Linked DNA regions of Zea mays: all the other regions are linked to region 2. The links are chromatin contacts, called in public Hi-C maps. All regions are on one chromosome and are shown on one strand. Each heading gives the region's core, a stretch centred on a gene start, on an enhancer-like site or on the middle of the called end of the contact. The rest is flanking DNA. Distances are from core to core; before and after follow the strand shown.

The links. A called contact is a pair of places that touch in the nucleus more often than the background predicts.
Region 1: a contact with region 2 is called in a Hi-C map of tassel, with 2.1 times the contacts expected there. The contact joins the promoter of LOC100279881 here to the promoter of LOC103651202 in region 2. A contact is called at or near these places in 2 of 25 Hi-C or Micro-C datasets (ear and tassel).
Region 3: a Hi-C map of tassel shows a contact between it and region 2, with 6 times the contacts expected there. The contact joins the enhancer-like site here to the promoter of LOC103651202 in region 2. A contact is called at or near these places in 3 of 25 Hi-C or Micro-C datasets (ear, leaf and tassel).

The regions. Positions count from the first base shown.
Region 1 is chr3:202,097,287-202,100,455 of Zm-B73-REFERENCE-NAM-5.0, forward strand. It overlaps LOC100279881 (Dolichyl-diphosphooligosaccharide--protein glycosyltransferase subunit STT3A), which reads left to right and starts at 1,498. Exons shown (of 21, transcript NM_001152834.1): 1 at 1,498-1,732; 2 at 1,842-1,904; 3 at 2,407-2,462; 4 at 2,537-2,608; 5 at 2,698-2,803; 6 at 2,884-2,934. The coding sequence starts at 1,601.
Region 2 is chr3:202,300,488-202,303,930 of Zm-B73-REFERENCE-NAM-5.0, forward strand. It overlaps LOC103651202, which reads left to right and starts at 1,366. Exons shown (of 5, transcript XM_020551014.2): 1 at 1,366-1,717; 2 at 1,943-2,569; 3 at 2,664-2,825; 4 at 2,909-3,215; 5 at 3,320-3,443. The coding sequence starts at 1,538.
Region 3 is chr3:202,466,545-202,469,687 of Zm-B73-REFERENCE-NAM-5.0, forward strand. No RefSeq gene overlaps it. Among protein-coding and RNA genes, the nearest start is that of LOC100193809, 4.4 kb to the right of the region's middle. Within about 2 kb of position 1,492, at least 20 of the 20 cell types and tissues checked have an H3K27ac peak or open chromatin away from gene starts, as enhancers often do. A contact at or near this core is called in ear, leaf and tassel, where this site is marked.

The sequences.
Region 1 (3,169 bases), core at 248-2,747, 200 kb before region 2:
GTAATCTGACTGAACAATTGAAAATAAACAGATAGAAACATGAACATCATGTCTGTAAAATTAAAACAGACAGATCTATCATATTATAATAAGGCAGAACAGATAAGATAAAATCATTTCTACATATGAAACAACATAGATGAATATATGAGACATATATAATCTCCAGAACGCAAAACAGTAAGTAAATAAACTGATCATACCTTCCCATGCGCTCTGATAATCCAGATCCTTGGCCAGCTTCTTTTGTCATGTTGGAGATGTTTTGGGCAGTCGCGTAGACGCTCCCCAAAAACCTAATTGCCGATCCCTCGTGCAAGGTCTCGAACGGCAAGGGCTCCGGAGGCACCTGCCCTCTCGCTTCTCTGTGCGCGCAGAGTCACGAGATGGAAATACCCTCACTCGGCGGCTGGACTGTGATTCTGAAAGTGGTTTTTCGCTTGTACCGAGTGACAGTGGTGCTCCCTCTATTTAACCTCTTGTAGAGGGAAGTTGAAGGAGAAAGGTCACCGAGTCATGCCATGAGTCGGCCAGCACTCGCCGAGTCACGTCATGAGTCGGTCAGCTGAAGGAGAAGGGTCACTCGGCTGGCTGACGAAGAGACAGGTGCCACACCACACCACGCCCCGCCCGGCCGGCGGCGACGCGCGCGCGACACGCCCTTGTCCCTTTCTTAACTTCTCAAGTTAAGTGAAATAAATCCCACCATATAAGTCAAGCCAAAAGACCCTTGGACTTCCAATGTGGTACTATTTGTATTCTCCACCATTACACACCTTAGAGTTTATTCAATAAATGGGTCAAACCTATAAAAGATCTAACAGTGAACAGTACCCTTTCCATTCTGAAATTTATTCTGCCATCAATTTTTTCCGGCAGCGAACGCAAAGAGGTACGGCTGCACGGACTGCTCCATCTGTAACTCCTCGACGATGCAGCCAGACGCGCACACAGCTCGTTGCCGCACGCGCCGCGGTGGTCGGAGGACAGGGGGTCCAGCCAGCGATGTGGTGCACGACGGCGACGATGGAGTCATGTTGAGCTGCTCCGGCATGTTGAGGAGCGAGAAGGTGATGTAGACCACCGGGTACGCGCCGTCGATGGAGACGTGGAGTGGGGATTGACCGGCGCTATAGGCGGCCCATAGCTGCTCGCTCTTGCTGCAGGAGAAATTGTCAGGACGAGGCAGGGGTAAATCCGGCAGCTCGTCTCCTCTAACTCAGTTGAATCTTTTTTTTTTGTTTATTAAACGACCAATGACATTTTAAGGTGGGCGACATGTTTTATAATGACATTAGAGTGAAGTCCCTCAAAACAATGGCAGAATGATGACAGAATCCCAAATTTCTCCCAGGGATCAGAAAAAAAAAACTGCCGGCAAAAACAAATTGTACAATCTCCTCGCGGCGGACGATGCTAGGTGGTCGATGCTGCGCTCGCGGTGTGTCCGACTGCCCGAGCGTAGGACCCGCCGACTCTTTTCCCTGTCCAATACTCCAAAGTGCAAACGCCAAACACGAAAAAATTCGATAAACCTCCGCCTCCCGGCCGCCGGCCTTCCCCGTCTTCCTCTGACCCAAAACTCTTCTTCTCAGCAGCAATGCCGGAGCCCCAGTCCTCTGTGGCGTCAAGCGGAAGCGTAGATCGCCTCCGCAACGCCTTCGGCGGAGTGCTGTGCATCTTCACCCTCCTTCTCATCGGCGTCCTCGCCTTCTCCATCCGACTATTCTCCGTAAGATCTATCCGAACCCCACCATTTTTAAATCCTTTTGGGAATTGGGAATCCCAACATGGTTTGCCCGGGCCCATGCCTGTCTTACTGGTCCGTTGATGTGCCGCAGGTGATCAAATACGAAAGCGTCATCCACGAGTTCGATCCCTACTTCAATTACCGCGTTACCCAGGTTTTTTCCCGTGGTGCCTCTGTGTTTGTCCACAGCCTGTTATTGTCTTATTGGGATGCATCAGGATTCAGGTGTTGAGTTCGCTTAGGAGTCATGTTCTCTTCAACGAGTTATGGGGTTAGGGACTTCAGTAGACATGCGAGCTCCATTTCTTTTGGGTCACTAGGTCGACACAAAACTTGGTATGCAATTAATTTGAAAATGGCATTGCCACTGTATTTAATTAGTTAGCTGACCAGGAAAAATCTGGGTACCACTTGCATCCCTAGACTTCTTTGCAAATTGTCTATTGTAATATACACTGTTGTATAGTCTCAGGTGACATGTGGGTGTATTGAATGGTCCCAACATTTGGGTGAATAAAATGGCAGGAATGTTTTCCAATGTACATTTGCTGCTTGGATTTGTGCACAAATGTTTTACTAGTGTGTCTTAATGTTTCAAAAGCAGTTGTGCACATGCACTTAAATTTTGATTCATTGTAATTTCCCCCTTGTCTCAGTTCTTGTCAAAGAATGGCATATATGAATTCTGGAACTGGTTTGATGACCGAACATGGTAACATTTCCAAGAACACTTGAATCTATCCTTGTTTTCCAGTTATTTCTATGCTCACTGTCACCTGCTTTTAGGTATCCTCTTGGGCGTGTTATTGGTGGCACTGTCTATCCTGGTTTGACACTTACTGCTGGTACAATATGGTGGTATGTGACTGCCAATGCATACTATTAGAAATGCTTCATTGGTAGATTTGAACTACTGTTAGCATGACTGAATTGTTTGGTTGGCATAGGTTGTTGAATTCCCTTAACATCCCATTGTCGGTGGAGACTGTCTGTGTATTCACTGCTCCAGTTTTCTCAGTCAATGCGTCCTGGGCAACTTACCTATTAACCAAGGTTGTTTTTTTATATTAAAAACCCATGCACTTACACTGGATTACTAAAGTTCTTTAGTAATCTCACTATTGTGTCTCTAGGAAACAAAGGGCCCCGGTGCTGGTTTGATGGCAGCAACTATTCTAGCAATGGTAATTGTTATATTGACTATGTATTTTGTCTGAAAAATACTAGATCCTTGATATGTTTGCTTGATCTACATTTTTTCTGCTCTTCTATTCTTTTTGGGGTGTATCAAGAATGAAGCAATTAGATAAGGATATGTTAGCTTTGTCAATATTGTCTGTCTTTGAGTGTAGCAGGGAAAGTCTTGGCATGTCATTGTTTTAGTTATTATGATCTGAACAACCTATTTTCATTGCAAGT
Region 2 (3,443 bases), core at 116-2,615:
ATCCTCCGCCGCTCCAATCCAGCGCCATTCCATTACTCCTTACATCCTTCAATCTCCCAGCATTGGAGCCGATTCAAGAAGTTCCAGGTAATCCCAGATTGAAATACCCCGAGTTTGCCGTCGAGTTTTTGAGCCCTATCTGTCGATTTTGAAGTGGATTTGATGGTAACCCTTATTATCCAGCTAAATGTGTGATTTGTATCCGCTTATACATCACTATAATCGGGTAATTTCATCGCGCATTGCATCTGTTTTATGTTTAGGAGCCCCGATATTAGGGTATGTGTATTTATTCTGTATTCCTACTATCGCCCGACATTCTGTATTTAGGCAAAGGCTGTGGATTAGGTATTTACTGATTAGTTAGCAGATAGTACTTTTATACAACCCAAGTAATATATATATGCTGTTTGTATGTAATATTTATGCATATCTTCAGTTCTGTTTATGCACATTCACCTGATTCATTTGTTTACACATTTGGTTTATTATATATGCATATAGTCAGTACTCTTTATGCACATTTACTTTAATGATTTGTTTCACATATATTTTATTATCAAATATGCTTATTTGTATTTGATATATATGCATATCCTCAGTACTGTTTATGCACAATCACTTGAGTCATTTGTTTAAACATTTGTTTTATTATACATGCATATAGTCAGTATTCTTTATGCACATTTACTCCAACGATTTGTTTCACATACATTTGTTTAAACATTTGTTTTATTATAAATGATATGCTTATTGTATATCATTTATATGCATATCCTCATTACTTTTTATGCCCATTCAATTAAATAATTTTGTGTACACATCTGTTTTATTATATATAAAATATACCCATTGGATTTGATACATATGCATATTGGCAGTAATGTGTATGCTCATTCATACACAAGTTTGTGAACAGGTATTAAGCATATTTGAATTGTTATATTTACTTGCATAATTAGTTTACACGCCTATTAATTATATATAAATACATACAGATACTGTTATTTAAGCAAATGTTATTTACATATTCATGTTATTTGAGCTAAATGTTTTTATTACTACGAACCAGTTATTAAAATATGTTGTATAGTTAGTTGATGCATAAAGGCTTTTATTTTAGCTAAATGTAAAAGGTAGTTTAAGTCATGTAATTCCATTTAGCACTATATAGTACGCATTTCAGATAGTTATAGTAAAAATTAGTTTTTTTCTGGCATATATTCTTGCATAAATCAAAGTATTTAAAAACAACTTCCTTTTTCTACAGATTTATTTATTATTTAGTCATGAAGTCTGTTGATCGCCCGCCCAGTAATCCAAAAAGATTAACTATTGAATCCAGTCAGGAGGTTTTTCAATTGACATTTCCAGACGTACAAGATCCAGCAGCTCAGCTCACCAAGGTGATATTCCTCAAAATCAGGAACAGAATGAGCCTCAGCCAGCCCCAATCCATCGTGTTCGCAGAAAGGCTTTAGCTTGTCGTTTAAAAAGACAACCTCCTGCTCCAGCCGCTCTCTCTGACGACGACTTCATGGATGCTCCATCGTTAAAGCGTCAATTCAGATCTGCATCACCTTCTCCTCCAGATCAAATCAGCTCAAAGAAGTTAAAAGTACCTTCTCCTCAAGTTCCGACCGTGAAAAGAAGCCCAAAGTATAATATCATTGCCAAAAAAAACTCTCCTAAAAAGAAGTCTCCTGTCAAATCACAGGTAATATGTATATATATTATGTTTATTCATGTGTTAATCATGGTGCCCAATCAATGTTGAATTTTCCCCCACTTTACATTTATGCATATTATTATCAACAAATATGGTGTTTACTTTTTTTAGTGTTTTAGACTAGTTATTTACAAGCCTGTAATAAATATAGTATCATTAGTTCTACCTATATATATACTTTCTGTATTAATGAATATTCATTTATGCTTCCAGAAATTGAATATCCGATGCATTCCCTTGGATGTTATTGTATCATCATGGATAATGAGCGATCGGCAGCGTGATGCCGTCGCTAGGTTGGGATTTTCTAGCATATTTGATTTGCGAACTGATGCATTGGAGAGCAGATCACTTATCAGGTGGTTGATGGACAAATTAGATCCAAATGACATGACCATACGCCCAGGGGCTGGCAAAGAACTTAAGATAACAAAAGATACGGTTCATCTCATTTTGGGGTTGCCATGTGCCGGAGGAGGTAGAGAGTTTACTGATTGGTACGGTGAAATCGATGCTGCTGCTAATCTGAGACGTCATCTCAATGTCTGTAAAGAAGAATTTGATGTTGTCAAGCTTCAAGATAAGATAGTGCTTGGCAACGATGATGAGCTATCAATTAGATGTTTTTTTCTCATTCTATTCAATCGACTTCTGTTTCCTTCTGCATCTTGGGGCATTACAAACAATGAGGTGCTCATGACTTCAAACATGGCCCGAATGGCTGATATTGACTGGTGTCAACTAGTTTACACGGATTTGTGCGATGCTGCCGCACGTTGGCATAAAAGGAACAAAACTAACATCACAGCAACAATATATGGATGCTCACTCATTGTTTTAGTAAGTAATTTTATCTTGTTAACTGTGCATATACATGGTATGCAAATATTTGTTATGTACTAATTTTATATATTTGTGCATTCCTTTTTTACAGATTTACTATCTTGATCACCTACATCACCCTGCTGCTCCGGATAACAAATATGGTACTCCACGCATTAAGTTTTTTGACAATGAGACCATAAGACAGTTGGCTCGGGGTGACAGACGCCCCCCCCCCCCCCGTAAAACTGGTGAACCATTCGGATATGCAGAGGTTAGACACAAACAATTTTTTTGTCCTGTTATGCATATGTTAAAATATTATCACTGCTAACTGATCTATTTGCTTTTATACAGTTTTGTAGCCGTTCAGAAACGTGTTACGTCATTGCTCCAGAACGGCCTGCTTCTGCCGTTTTCAACATATATGTTCCTCGTATCAAGAATTTGATTGGACACAAGTTGCAATGTTTGCCCTCCCAGCAGCGTCCAATGTTTCAATCATTGTTTGATGCTCATGACAAAGAGGTGGATAAATACTGTAACTCCCTACAGTCGAGCCATCAGATGATTGTTTCGAAGCAGATTGAACTCTCTGAAACATTTGGTGAAATGATAGATGAAGTTTTGAGAGCTGCAACGCAGCGCGATTCACAGCCACAAGGTTTTAGTATTTATGTTTATTTTTTTTAAACTAATCAAGTTCACTATTTATAATGCTGTTATATTCAGTAACAACTAATATATTATTATATGTTCCAAATGTAGATAACCCCCCACTACCTCAATGCCTCCAACAAATGATCCTGTATCCACACCAACTGTTCCAACACCTGATAAACAACAACATGATCAGGAAAGCCATGTTCCTACTGATCATATCAAATTATCA
Region 3 (3,143 bases), core at 242-2,741, 170 kb after region 2:
TAAGGCTTGTCTAGCATCCATCGCCTCATTGTGGTCCTCAAGCTGTCGCTCCTCCGCCTCTGCAGCCGGGTCAAGATCCATAGCCTTGAGAGCTTGACCTCGACAACAAGCACGAGGAGCACAGCTGGAGTCCTCGAGTCCTCGACCAGTCGACCTCGCGCACACCGCACACGTCTCCGACTCCTCAATGACTACATAGCACCGGATTTCACAGATACCTACGTTGAGGAACACGAACACACCGGAAGAATTAGGGTTAGGAGTAGGGCCCGATGAACACACCGACAGAATCATAGAATAGGGAAAGGAAAGGAGTAGGGCCCGAGGAACTCACCTTGTGCAGTCGGAGCACCGGAGACGACAGACGATGGCTGAGATCCGTGGAGCGAGGAACACCGGAGGGGATTAGGGTTAGGAACACCGGAGAGGACCGGGAGAGGAAGGTAAGTATAGATGTCCAAGCACGGCGGGGGCGGCCGGCGGGCAACTGAGTCCAAGCACAGAGGACAGAGGAGACACCGGCGGACGGCGGCGATCCGCAGATCCGAGAGGGGAGAGGAGATTAGGGTTCGGGCGGAGTCGTCGATGCGAGGGCGAGAGGCGGAGAGTCTGAGACTGAGAGCGTAAATGCGAGGGCGAGAGGCGGGGTGGGTCTGGGAGCCTGGGAGTGGGACGCGCCGCGCGAGGCCGGTTAATATTACCGGGCCGCCACGTGCCTCCCCCTTAGACGGGCCGGGTCGGGCTAAACCCGACGGGCTGAAATCCTTGGCTCAGCCCGACACGGCGAACGGGCCGGGCTGGCCCAGGCACGTTTGAAACCGGGCCATGCCGGTGCTGGGCCGGGCTATTTTCGTGCCGTGTTGCGGGCCACCCGGTGGGCCCAACCCAGATGGACATCTATAAGGTCAGGATCGCTGTGTACAGGCAGCCGAAAAAGGCCCAGTTACGCCGGCTTAATTACCAAACCAACGCGCGGTTGCCAAGTTTCATGGGTTAGGTTTTGACCCAGGGGTTTTCGGCTTTTCGCTGGAGTTTTCGGCTTCTGTTCGTTCACCTGGGGCTTATCGAGGCGACCGGGAGTCGAAGCCCGATCCGGTCTCGTGTTCGTTCCTTGCGATCAACTCAACAGCACGAGTGGAAAGGGAGCACGTGGTGTGCTGCCTGGCGATCTGAACTTGGTTGGATATTTAGGTCATGGCTGCAGCCAGGCTGGGGGTTATTAATCCTGCAACTGCGAGGTTAGATGACCGACAACCATCTGTCACTTGGGGCCTCGTCTTCCAATCGAAGAGAAGTGGGGACACCGTCAAAAGAATTAGAAAGCGCAGAGGGAAAGCAACCACCGCCGTCCACCGGGATCTGATTTTTCGGCCGGACTTGTCGCTGCCCGGAATCACAGGAGCGGCACGCGGAACGTGTACTCCGGCCTCCGCCGACAGTCCGTGGCCTGGGCGGAATTGATGGCCGATTGGCCCACCGATGGCCACTGGCCGGACGACCGTGCCTCTGCGAGTGCGAGTGCGACGCGGCCGGGCTTTGCGTTCGCGAGTCGCGGCTCTGACGTGGATTTCTCTCTCTTTTTTTTGTTTTCGTGGAAAAAAAAGGCTAGTAGCGGCTAAAACCCTAGCCCGAGAGAGCAGAACTGGCCAGGGCGCCGCGCGCGCACATGGACGCACGCAACGACGATAGCGGGATGCCTGCCTGCCGCGTTTGAGGAACACGCGGCGCAGAGTGGCAGGGCGTGATTGGTATTGCGGGAGACGGGACGAGACGAGAGGCGCGTCTGCCGAGCCGTGGAACGTGGCCTGTGGGCGCCGGCGCGATTGGTGGCCGCAGTTGGCGAGGACGACCAGCTGGGCAAGCAAAGCAGCCGGGAGCGGTTTCCGACGCCACCAAGGTACTACAGTACAACAGAGCTGGGGGAAAAAACGCGAATGGAGAGCCGTTCTGCACCGATTCATGCATTGGCCTGGAAACACTAAACGATAGTTTACCTGCATATGGCTATGGGTTTCAGAAGAGGCCTGTCACGAAATTTGGTGCAGAGTTGTTCGTGCTAGTCAAGGGATGGCGCCGACACCCAGAACGATGGTTTTCTGAAATGGAAGAAGATACCGATGGCTAGAGAATAGAGATTATTTGGCGAGTTATTAGAAGATGAAGGTAGATCCACGTTGTTGTGGCCCACTGACCATCGTTGTTCTTGTACTTCTAGATTGCGAGTAGTCCTTCTATAATCCTATTAGAACAACTCTAAAAAGATGCTAAAAAGTTTTCGCCAACAAATTTTAGGATAAGTTTATATCTTTTTTTTTTGGAGTTGCTCTTAATATCCTTGCCTAGCTTGGCGGATCCTTGCCAAGCGTTTTGGTGGGGCGTTGGGCCGATGTGACTGTCCGGGCTTTGGGCAGGCCTCCCGAAACAGCAGCAGTGACCTGTGGGCCTGGATACAAATTCGATAGGCTTAGCTTTAATTGTATGGGCCATATGGCTGGCCTGCGACGTGGATGGACCTTGCGGGCCTCGCCAGAACGCAATACGTACTTCCATGAGGCAGGGCGCATAGCCTGCATCATAGCATATTTAGACTGTGTCCAGTAATATCTTCTAAATTTCGTCTGCTAAAAAAATATTCTCTATTCCTTATAGTATCATCTAAAATATTATGTTCTTTATGTACTTTTATCTTCAGCAATAACTTCTAAATGTGATCCTCTATATCTACCGTACAGTCGTACCTACAGTATTGCCTACATAGCCTAATTTACTCCAATTGCTGCTAGAGGCCTGAAGTCTAATAAGATGCTGTGGTGGACAAAAGTCTAGTGCCTTGGTTTCATCTGAAACACTGGTACGGTGATTAATCGATCACCACTATGGTGGACAAAAGTCTAGTACCATGGTTTCATCTTGTAACCTGATGAAAAAAATGATATCTTAATTCGCCCCCGTGACTTCTTTAGCATTAAGGGATGACCAGAGACTTATCCTGACTTCCTGAGACATTGAGTGATTGGAAAAAAAAATTCCTCGGGCAAAAGCTAAAAGTGCACCCACAATTATACAGTATGCAGCTTTTTTGCAACCTAATCTACTCGAAAGTGATGTTAATTCGTGAAGATAATGATTTACCCTATAATACA